3 separate regions of the Zea mays genome follow, and all the other regions are linked to region 2. A link is a contact called in public Hi-C data. All regions are on one chromosome and are shown on one strand. The core of a region is the stretch at or near the end of the contact, and the rest is flanking DNA. Distances in the headings are between cores, read along the strand shown.

What was found. Hi-C and Micro-C count contacts between places; a contact is called where the count stands out from the background.
Region 1: a Hi-C map of leaf shows a contact between it and region 2, with 5 times the contacts expected there. The contact joins the promoter of LOC100501764 here to the promoter of LOC103625846 in region 2. A contact is called at or near these places in 4 of 25 Hi-C or Micro-C datasets (ear, leaf and leaf mesophyll).
Region 3: a Hi-C map of bundle sheath shows a contact between it and region 2, with 2.9 times the contacts expected there. The contact joins the promoter of LOC100285864 here to the promoter of LOC103625846 in region 2. A contact is called at or near these places in 8 of 25 Hi-C or Micro-C datasets (bundle sheath, ear, leaf and 2 more).

What each region holds. Positions count from the first base shown.
Region 1 is chr5:6,346,684-6,350,698 of Zm-B73-REFERENCE-NAM-5.0, reverse strand. It overlaps LOC100501764, which reads left to right and starts at 1,254. Exons shown (of 1, transcript NM_001196426.2): 1 at 1,254-4,015. The coding sequence starts at 1,482.
Region 2 is chr5:5,990,678-5,994,433 of Zm-B73-REFERENCE-NAM-5.0, reverse strand. LOC103625846 (ocs element-binding factor 1-like) reads left to right here and starts at 1,317. Exons shown (of 1, transcript XM_008646245.4): 1 at 1,317-2,337. The coding sequence starts at 1,373. The coding sequence ends at 1,870.
Region 3 is chr5:6,270,709-6,274,616 of Zm-B73-REFERENCE-NAM-5.0, reverse strand. It overlaps LOC100285864 (thiol disulfide interchange protein txlA), which reads right to left and starts at 1,565. Exons shown (of 5, transcript NM_001158754.2): 1 at 1,336-1,565; 2 at 843-1,058; 3 at 231-334. The coding sequence starts at 1,512.

The DNA.
Region 1 (4,015 bases), core at 5-2,504, 360 kb before region 2:
GGCTGCAATGCCCTCTCTGTGCATTATTATTCAGTTTCGTTGGCATATCATCCATAGCGCGCGGTACGGTACCGTGGGGGAGAAAAGAAAAGCAGTAGTTGGCTGGGCATCATTAGGTTTGGAAAAACAAAACATGTAGGATTAGGACTTGGGAGTTCCTAAATTGCGACAAGAATCAGGTCGGGTCCCATTTTGATGCAGCGTTGAAGAAGCTCTTTTTTTGTGTGTGCTGAGGTTGGACTTTTCTGAGCCATGGCCAATTGAACGTACATGAAAAACCAGTCATTTCAGATCAGAAGCTGGAATCCCGGCCCCAAGGAGAATATCTTTACTTTCCTCGGGACAAAGTCAATGCACATGACCCATCCCGTTTCCACTCCCATCTTCTCCGACAAACCAAAACTTTCAGCGTAACACAATGTTCAACCCCAAGGTGTAAACACGTATAGTGAGAAGAATAGAAAAAAAATCAAATGACTATGTTTTCTGCTTGAAAAATAGTAGAAAAATGTCATGTAAGACAAAATGAGGCACTCTCCGTACTAAAAATAATTAACGCTAAATTTAAAATAAGCCACACTTTATAAAAATAATAATATCTACATTTGTACCTTGAAAATCTATTTGTTATAAAGATATATTCAATATATCCGGTGAAATAAATATAACGTCTTGAACTATCTTCAGTAGACTCTCTATCTCACTCTTTATTTATTTTAAATTTCACTTTATAAATAATGTAAAATAATATTTTATACGGTAGTTGGTCTTATAGATTTAGTTAATTATAAATTTCCAGAAGGCGAGATTTATTTTAATTTAAAAGTTGTCACCGGCTCACCGCCACCGGACAAGGAGGTTTCTTAAGGACTCTAGTGCAAGCAGTAATTAATGAGTTCACCAGCAATGCAAATCTGCCACAGCTCATTTATCTCCAAAGATTGTTTGATTCAGTACAGATTGCATTTTCGAGCGAAAGGCAAATCTGGGATATCTGTACATTAGTTTTTTTTTCCGTAGATGAGATCGAAATCTATCTACCGATGAAGCAAAATCCAAAATACAGCCAAACAATTTTGTGGAGTCGCCATTAAATGCTTGGATTGGGACCCCCTGCTTTTAATTCCGTGCAGACGAGTTGGTGTGCTCCAATAACTCCCTTCCGCTTCCTCCTCCTCCTCCTCGTCTGTCCTCTCTCTCTCCCCTTCGGCCCTTGCTTCCTCTTCCTTTCACTCCTCCGCCTGTCCCCTTCTCTCTCTGCTCTGTTCCTTGATCCAGATTCCGCAGCGGTGAGGGCACCCAGCCCGATCGTCCGTCTCCGTCGATCCCTCGAAGCCCTAGGAGAGACCCTTGTCCGCGTCGAATTCGATCGCGGGCTGATTTGATCCCGAGAATTCGCGAGGGGGCCATCGGCGGCGGTGGGGAATCGGATGTTGTAGGAAAGGTCCCGGATTTCTGCGCGGGCAGGCGGGCGGGCGGCCATGCATCTGAAACTGTGGAAGCCGCTGTCCCACTGCGCCGCGCTGCTCCTGGACAAGAAGAACCGTCCGCCGCGGACGCCGCCGGCGGGAGCGGGCGCGGGGTCCGGCGGCGGGCGACGGCTGCAGGAGAGCAAGCTGCGGGAGGCGCTGGAGGAGGCGTCCGAGGACGGGTCCCTCGCCAAGTCCCGCGACGTGGCGCTCCTCGATGGAGGGGACGGCGGTGCGGAGGAGGGGTCCGTGGGGCGGTCGCGGTCGCTGGCGCGGCTCCACGCGCAGAGGGACTTCCTGCGCGCGACGGCGTTGGCCGCGGAGCGCGCGTTCCAGTCGCCGGACGCGCTCCCTGTGCTGGAGGAGGCGCTCGCCAAGTTCCTCGTCATGTACCCCAACTACGCGTCCGCGTCGGACGTGGACCGCCTCCGCGCCGACGAGTACCCGCACCTGGACAAGGTATGCCTCGACTACTGCGGCTTTGGCCTCTTCTCCTACCTCCAAAGCTGCAACCCTGCGGACTCGTCAGCGGCGTTCACGCTCTCGGAGATCACCGCCAACCTCAGCAACCATGCGCTCTACGGCGCCGCCGAGAAGGGCACCGCGGAGCACGACATCAAGAACCGCATCATGGATTACCTCAACATCCCCGAGTCCGAGTACTGTCTCGTCTTCACGGTCAGCCGCGGCTCGGCCTTCCGGCTCCTCGCCGAGTGCTACCCCTTCGGCACCAACAAGCGCCTGCTCACCATGTTCGACCACGAGTCCCAGTCCGTGAACTGGATGACGCAGGTCGCGCGTGACAAGGGAGCCAAGGCATACTCCGCCTGGTTCAAGTGGCCCACGCTCAAGATCTGCACCACGGAGCTCCGGAAGCTGATCTCCACCAAGAAGCGGCGGCGCAAGGACTCCGCCACTGGCCTCTTCGTGTTCCCTGTGCAGTCGAGGGTGACGGGGGCAAAGTACTCGTACCAGTGGATGGCATTGGCTCAGCAGAACCACTGGCATGTCCTGCTTGATGCTGGGGCTCTGGGGCCTAAGGACATGGACTCGCTGGGGCTGTCTCTGTTCCGGCCAGACTTCATCATAACTTCATTTTACAGGGTGTTTGGGGCTGACCCAACGGGCTTTGGATGCTTGCTGATCAAGAAGTCGGTAATGGCTTGCTTGCAGAGCCCAAGCGGCGGGACGGGGGCAGGGCTAGTGCGGATTGTGCCGGTCTTCCCACAGTATCTCAGTGATTCAGTTGATGGGTTTGATGGTGTCCTCGACGGGCTGGAGGATGATAACATCATTCCAATCGAGGAGGGGTCAGCCTCGAACAGTCACCATGCATCCCAATTGCCTGCATTCTCAGGCGCATATTCATCGGCGCAGGTGAGGGAGGTTATCGAGAGCGAGATGGACCAGGACAGTTCAGACAGAGATGGTGCCAGCACAATATATGAAGAGAGCGAGAGTGTTTCTGTTGGAGAGGTGATGAAGAGCCCCGTGTTCAGTGAGGATGAGTCATCGGAGAACTCCTTCTGGGTTGATCTGGGACAGAGCCCACCTGGTTCCGACCATTCAGAGCAATCAAGCAAGGGGAAATTGGGCTCTCCGTTGCCAGCGTCCTGGTTTTCTGGCAGGAAGAAGGCGTCGCCGAAGGTGCCATCCAAACTGTCAAGGAGCCCTGTTCATGACAAGCATGTCTTGTCATTTGATGCAGCCGTGAGGTCGGTATCACAAGAGCCAGGGCCTGTGGAAGTTGTTCCAGAGGAAGACCATTCACGTAACGGCATCAAGAACATTCATATCAGTGAGATTGAAGAAGACAACAGAGATGGTAAAGTAAACAAGAGGTTCGTAAAGTTTTCTTGTGCCAATGGCCCTGCTGAAGGCAGTGCAACCTCCGTTTTCGGGACCTGTACCGCCCGCGAGAACGGCTCCACATCGGAGATCTGCTCAGAAACCCAAGCGGAGACCAAGGAGAGCGCGATCAGAAGGGAAAACGAGGGCGACTTCCGCCTGCTGGGAAGGCGGGAAGCACACAACGGAAGGTTCAACGGAGGAGGAAGGTTCTTCGGAGTAGAAGAACCGGAGCGCGTGTCGAGCATGGGGCGCAAGGTATCGTTCACCATGGACGACAGCAGGCTCTGCCGTAACTCGGATGCCGGCGAGACATCTGGATACGCGATGGCAGACGACAACGACGACGACGCGTACAGCGACTACGACGAGGCTCAGGACGGAAGGAAAGAGCCCGAGATCGTCTGCAGACACCTCGACCACGTGAACATGCTGGGGCTCAGCAAGACCACGCTCAGGCTGCGGTACCTGATCAACTGGCTGGTGACGTCGCTGCTGCAGCTCCGGCTGCCCGACTCAGGGGACGGCGAGGGGGCGGCAGCGGCAGCGGCACCCCCCCTCGTCTACATATACGGTCCGAAGATCAAGTACGACCGCGGGGCAGCGGTCGCGTTCAACGTGAAGGACTGCGGGTCCGGAACCTCCCTGATCAACCCTGAGACCGTGCAGAAGCTGGCGGAGAAGGAGGGCCTCTCCTT
Region 2 (3,756 bases), core at 68-2,567:
TCAACTCATCCGAACAGAGGCACGCAACATAAATTCACTAGTCGGTTTGAGGCCCTCCCAATCCAAAACACCGACACACGGGGAATCTGGATCAGTGCCCATTGCTTTGCTACGATGACATCTGTTCTTGACGGCTTCTATGACCAGAAAACTTTTGAGTGAGAACACTATAACAATGGAAACTGCGTCCGTTCATGCACGGGCTAGAAGAAGACCTCGTGAAGCAGCTGGATCCCCAACCCGTACGTCGCATTCACTTGCTAGCTTAAGGTAGCCGGCCGGCTGAAGCCGACGTTCTTGAATGAATGTGCGCTCCAATTACCGCGTGATCCAGGCAGCTCGCTTTTACCGTTATCCAACGTCTAGCTGATGATCATAAGATCATGCATCATCAACCAGCCAGCCAGGATCTGTACTAGTGAATTCCGGCAGTAGTGGCAGTGAGTCTTATCATCAGCAGGTCGATGAAGCATGCACCTCGCATGATGCAGAGAGAGTGCAGGTCGCAGCACGTACGTGTTGAAGATCATCACCGCCGCCACTGCTAATGCATGGCAGTCCTTCCACAAACGCGGTTGTCGCGCACGTAGTTAGTAGCTAGGCGAACAATGGTGTTGTCAGCTTCGAGATACGTGTACCGACTGCTTTAATTAGCGTATGAACGTACGTGTGTAACGACGTCGTCGTTGCTCGATGCTTTGAACCTGCGTCGCCTAGCCGCATGCAATGGACGAGAATGCTGAATGCGCCGGACGGATTTTGTCGCGTGTGTGATGTGTACCCCTCCGCGGCCTCGCAATTGATTCGCAGCACGCAGCAGCAGGTCGAGCCAAGCACCGTACGTCGGGCACACCTCCATGCCGCCAGCTTCAGGCGAGACGCGCCACGCGGCCCCAGTCGACAGTAGTCTGCTATGCTAGCTGCTAGCTCCGGAGGTGGTGCTCCCGCCGAGCATGGGCCGCGGCGCCGGAAGGGATCGAGAGCCGGCGGCCCTGGCACGTGTGCATGCACTCGCCGCGCGACATTCCTTCGCGGCTAAGCTACAACGCCACCAGCCCACCCCCACCACCGTCGGTTAGGGATGCCCAGATCATCCTCTGCCGGCCGTCGGATCAGATGGAGTCCCTGTGGCGGGGCGGATATACTAGCGGGCGGCTGAATCTAGCCACCCGTGAAAGAAGACACCCCACGTCCCCACCCACGTAGCGGTGGGCCACATCAGCGGCGGGGCCCACCTCGCCAGGCTCGGGGGAGCGGTCTCTGTTTTTCTTCCCTCTATAAGTAGCGGGCGTTTCCTCATCGTTCCTCCCTTTTCCCCGATTCTCTAATCGCCCGCCCCCACCTAGTATTCTGGAATTGCGGACACAAGGAGATGCTGTCCGTGCAGGAAGCCCTTGAGCTTGCGTCGTCCAGCTGCGGCACGACGATGGACGTTACCACGTGCGGGTTCACGCCGTGGGGGCCCGAGTCGTGCCCTGGCCTGGAGCAGGTGATGGCGTCGACGCCGGCCGCGGCAGCGAGGCACCCGGACCCCGAGGAGGAGGAGAGGCGCCGGCGGCAGCGCCGCAAGCTGTCGAACCGGCTGTCGGCGCGCCGGTCGCGAGCGCGGAAGCAGCAGCGGCTGGAGGAGCTCCGCGCGGAGGCGGCGCGGCTCCGCGGCCAGAAGCGGGAGCTGGAGGCCAGGCTGCAGGCCCTGGCGCGGCACGGCCTCGCCGTGCGCTGCCAGAACGCGCGGCTCCGCGCCGAGGCCGCCGCGCTCGCGCGCAGGCTCCTCGCGATCGCGTCGTACGCCCAGCAGCCGCAGCATAAGGCCGGAGTCGCGCCCGCGCCGGCGGCGGCGCTGCTGGGGCTGGCGTCGCTGACGACGTAGGCGGCTGGCGAGAGGGACGTTCTTCTGCCCGGTGGAACGAAGTCTCGCGCCCACTCGCAGTTGCAGTCTCGCGCTCTCGCATGCTATGGTGAACTGGAAACATGCATGGGCTGAGGGCAGTTGGGCACACACACCGAGGCTTGCTAGTACGGTGCATGCAGCGGTCAGCCGGTAGCACTATACTATTAGTCCCTGTTTGGGAACAAAGTTTTTGAAAACTACAGTTTTTGAAATATTATACTATACTTTAGTTATGACAATACCGTAGTTTATAATACCGCAGTTTTGAAAACTGAGGTCCAGAGCTAAGTTTAGAATGCCTTAAAACAACTATAGTATTTGCAATACTTCAGTTTTGAAAACAGAGATTTTACCCAGCTTGCCAAACACCATTATGTATATAATACTGCAGTATTTGAGAATACTGCAGTATTCTTCCAAAACTGCAGAAAAACTTTGTTCACAAACACCCCCTTACTAGTACAGCTAGAGCTACAGGGTACAGGGTTCCCGTGTTGACGTGTAAATTGCATAATCGTGCTACGTGTAGCTTGATGTGAATATTATATTTATATCACCTAGAAGGGGTCGGAGTCGCTGAATCTACGTCGAATACCTAAACTATAACGAGTAATTCAATTTAACTTTTGATGTTTTTTATCGCTTTGCATCTTGTAGGTTAATCCGTGGATTTGACACGATGACTGCGCTATGCCTCTGATGTTTAACATGACTGAGAGCATGGACAAAAATATAATACTTATACTATAAACATATAGTTTTGTCTAACTTTTACCTAGATTTAATTATATTTTACTGCACTTGGATCCGCCTCTGACTGTGTTTGTCTAGACCGTTGCTTGCATCGAGAAATATCACTAGTGTGATCTAGTGGAAAACACAGAGAATCGAGGTATAGAGTATCGCAATTTTTCACTTCAGTTTTTTCTACGTACTCTCTCTGTCCAATTATATAAAATATAACCATCACTGGTTCAAAGACTAAAAAATACATTTAATTCTCTTTATAACATTGCATGCATCGATGTACGTGTGCGTAGAAAGAGTACGTCTTACATTATGGGATAAGGACAAAAAAACGGTTACTCCTTATACTGTGAGACGGGGGAAGTAGTTTGGAAAGACTCTTGCCGAGTTTTAACATATATATATATTTAAAGAAAGCATGGAAAAGGTGCTTACATAATATTGGCTATCTTATTGACACAATTATTAAGAATCAGAAACGAAACTGCGAACTTAAGCATTTTGTATATTCTTTTGACCCACCTGGTGCAATTATAGTATATACATACACATGCAAACACACACATATATAAAGTCGGTTTTTCGTTAAACCCATCCTGGCATCCTCTAAGCACCCCGTATTTACTTATGCATGGTCTTATGCGTCTGGTTGTAAAACAAAAAAGCAAAAAAAAAAAAAAAAACTGTTGTAGACCTGCAGTTGTACACTTGTACCTTGTACCTGACCGTCTCGAGTCTCGACACAGCTTGGGCTGCGCTGCACACGCCAAAAGCACTCGTCATCCGCGGCTTCCCTCGCAAGACCGACCGAGTCCAGCAGAATTTTGAACCTTGGCGCCTGGAATGTGCACTGGCCCAAGAAGCGGCGGAGTCCTAACCCCACGCGGGCCGCGTCAATCCCTTACACCCGCATCAATCTACCGAGCCCAAATTCAACCAAGCCTAGCGCAAAGCGTTATCGCAGTTGTCTAATAACAATTGTATTGCTGCTATACTATTCCAGTCCATATTAGTCGTTCGATTGACTCATACAGTGCAGCGAGTGGGAGGGTGAGGGGTAACCGACAGGATGCTGACAGAAGTAGTAGGGATGACAATGAGCCCATTTCCGATCCTCG
Region 3 (3,908 bases), core at 316-2,815, 280 kb before region 2:
ATAGGATTGGCGAGAATCGGATAAATAAAGGCAACGGATTCGAAGATGGTCTTCGTAAAAAATAATTGTGTTTTGACGATCTTGGTCAACAGAAGGTCCAATCAAGTGCGGTTAATAGGATAGGCAACATGATAAAATCATGGAGAAGCATTGCTTCTATGAAATGAGCCACAGTTGTTATTTGAGGTTTAAAGTGCAAAAATGTGAAAAGTGGTCTGAAAACACGTTACTTGTATTGCTGTTCCACTTTGTAGATATCCGGAGCTAATTCTCTGCAGACCTCGCACCAGTCTGCATAAAACTCAACCACAGTGGGCCTGCCATTTGAAAGAGCCTGCGGATGGATTTATCAGGTTAAGTTTCATATACATTCATGGTGAAGAAAAACATCTACAGAATAATGTGATTCCAGCTTAGCAGGGTTTTTGGTCAAAATAAATTTGACAGTCAACAAAATGGAATAGATTAATAAGAAAATGCTAGTAACATATGGCAGGAACTAGATGAATCACGTATCAAACAAAGAATACCAATACGACTTGAAGTAACCGAAGATGCATGGATTCAGTAACAGGGCAGAGAAAAAGAAGAAAAATACATTGCTTTGTCTACTGAAATTATTACTTTCCACTTTTCCAGTCAGTTACTATTCTGCATATCATGAACAACAATTGCAAAGAATGATACAGTAACACCACCGTTTGTAAATACCAGCCAATCACTTTTGTTTTTGGAAACCAACCAATTAACTAAATAAACACAAAGCGTAGTATTGGTTCGAGTATATGAACTCTAGCATTTTCACCAGGCACATAATGCACATCAAGGACAAAAATGCTGACCTCTTCATATGGAACCGAATTGGCTGCAAGATCTTTAAGAGATGCCTCGCTAAGATTGAGCCTCTGGGATGCAAACAGAGCCACCGCTCCAAGAGTGGACAGTAGTGCTACCCTTCTGTTGAGATCCTTATTCGGGAGAGCTGGAAGCCCAGCATCCTCGGGTGTACTAGTCGGAGCATCTTCTTGGATAGATTCAGCTTTCACAGCCTGCTCATCCTGTGGAAGGAAAATACCACGTCAGTGCGTCAGTCCATACTTCTCAATGGGTGATTGAGGTATAACCAAGCAAGAGTATTGGCTCAAGACTGCAAAATCCCAGTAACTTGTTTCTGCCTTCTACCATCTACACAGGTTGGGACTTGGAAGAGTATTGACTTAGTAGACTAGGTTTTCCTCGTAATTGCTTTGGAAAATAATAATTTCCACAGCTTCATTTTGTATGCAGGGAAATAACTTGAGGTAGGTGGGTCTTTGGTGTGCTAAGAAAACGCACCGTCTGTGGCTCCGCGGAGTCGGGCGGCGCGACGCAGGCGAGGGGGGTCCTCGGCCGGCGCAGGCCCCACCGCGGCCGCAGACGGAGCGAAGAGGACGGACGGGAGCAGCACCGTGCTCCGGCGAAGCTTGGCGGGAGGAGAAGGCCGTAACACCTCGCGGAGGCCACGCTCGCCATTTCTTTCGCTCTAGACTAGATTTTGCAGCTCTGCTGCTTCGGGTTCGGGCTCGCAGCAGAGTCAAACCCGGAGAGGCGGAGGAGAACTGGAGAAGGATGATGTGGGTGGCCAGCGTGGCGCCACGCAGCCCGGAATCGTGCGATGCATGAGGACTGGGCAATTATGGGCTTTGGAAAGGCCCAACACGTAAGGCAGAGAAGCAGTAACCCAATCGGTCCATACCGCACAAGCAACACGCGATCGGTCCAATAGGGATGATATGTCCGGCCTAATAAAAGAATAAAAGCACGTACCGGCCCTTCTTTTTTCATCAAAGCTTTTTTATCGTACAAATAAACAAGTTCGTACCTTCCAACGATATTTATCATATTTTATATAGTTATGTAGATGATTTGTGACTTAAAAATTTATCAAACAATCATGCCATGCATTTCAATTCGTCCCAGTATTGAACTTAACAAATATGTTGCGACACGTGGCAATCTAAACACATCTGCACATGAATCTTAAAGATTTATCCAAGGATCGTATTATGTTTTATGCGTTTGTATGAAAAAAAGGTCTATTTTACCTCTCTGGATTACGTCACAGTCTACCACTCTCAACCTCTAAAAACAAATATCTTACTCATCGGCCTCTCGAAACTATTCAAATCACCTCTTCGCCCTACTTTAAAGGGGGTTTGAAGACAACTTTGGTATTTTCGGTACTTTCTATAAAAGCTCGATAAGGATATTAGAACAAAAAAACATCTAAACTTTTAAACATTGTAAAATAAAAGTCTTAAGATAGGTTGGGATGAAATAAAATATCTAGAGCTCATGGAAACACTTTTAAAAACTTTTAAAAAAGATTTATCTATAGGAAAACAAAAAAAAAATCTAAAGCATATAAATTTCATTCTAATAACATTCTAGCATGTTTTGAAAAACTTTACATAACCAAAAGACACAACCATCATAAATGCATTTAATATCAATGTATGTGACATTCATGCTGGTTGTATATATTAATTTCACAATGCAGAGTTATAAACTTGGTTATCCATTGATTAGAAAAGTATTGTTAGTTAGTTTCCTGTCTTTTTAATATATTTGTCTCAATTTGTTAGAGCTAGATGTTTTTTTTAAAATTACTTTTGGGTATATTTTCATGAATTATAAATATTTACTAGTACTCTTTATATTGTAATCTAACCCTGTAACTTTCGTCCGTACTCTTAGACGGTTAGAAACGTCTTCTGTGGTATAAAAACAGTATCAAGTACCCCCTCCGTTTCTTTTTATTTGTCGCTGGATAGTGTAATTTTGCACTATCCAGCGACAAATAAAAAGAAACGGAGGGAGTATTCATTATTTTTTAATACAAAAAAATGTATTTAAAACTACTAGATTATTTGGACTGGTTTGAGAGCCGAGGATCTAAAGTTGAAGGATAAATGGGGACGAAGAAACACACGATAGGCAGCCCAACCGGCTCATCCCACCGAGCCCCGCATAGCGAAGCCCAATAAATGAGGCTAAGATTTACGGCCCAGTGAGCTGAACGCACGGATTTAGGGTCCCGGTCTCCCGGCGCGCGCGCATCGCTCGCCCTGCCCGCTCAATCATAAGATAGGCAAGCGGGAGGTGCCAGCGATTGCGATGCCGCACGCGATCATTGTGTCGCTCGTTCGTTGCCCACAATTTGCCACGCTTGCGTGCCATCAGTGCGAGCTGGGCTGCCTTGTCGTCTCCGCATGCCCCGTTGCTTGTCGCGGCCCCGTCGTCCCTGATCCTGCCAACCTGCTCGCACGAAAACAATTAATCGAGACAATGACTGGATCGAAACGAGCTGGTCGGCCAATGATGGGCAGTGGTTGTGGGATCGATGCTTAGTTATCTGCCAGACACGACTAGATCTTGCCAGCGTCTTCTGAATCTCTAGCCACTAGCCAGCCAGCCAGCCGGCCGGCGGCCGTGATGCGTGTCTCTGCACGCCATGCATGCCGCCGTTGGTCCTGATCATTCCACAAATGCAGCCAATCCCCATGTGAGCCTACAGCGGATCACTAACCGTCACTCTCTGCGTACGAAAGCATGCTATAGAGTTGTTAATTGATGGAATTGCTGGTGGTTGCCTTAATTTGTTTAGTCTCGCGCCACCTTTGTCCCTTGCGATGTACACTTACTGCTGTAACATTCTGTAGCGGAATGTTTAGCCTTAATTTTTCTCTGCCGGCGGGCCCCGCCCACGGCATAAGACTAGTTCGTTCCTAGCTTGCATGCTTGTCGTTGTGTTCGTTCTTCCGCCGCCGGTACTGATGGGCTCCCGTAGTACAATGTTTCAGATGAGCAGCAAATCGGCACTGCAATTGCAGGACTTTGCTCTCCCGTAGTACGTTAGCTGGTACTTC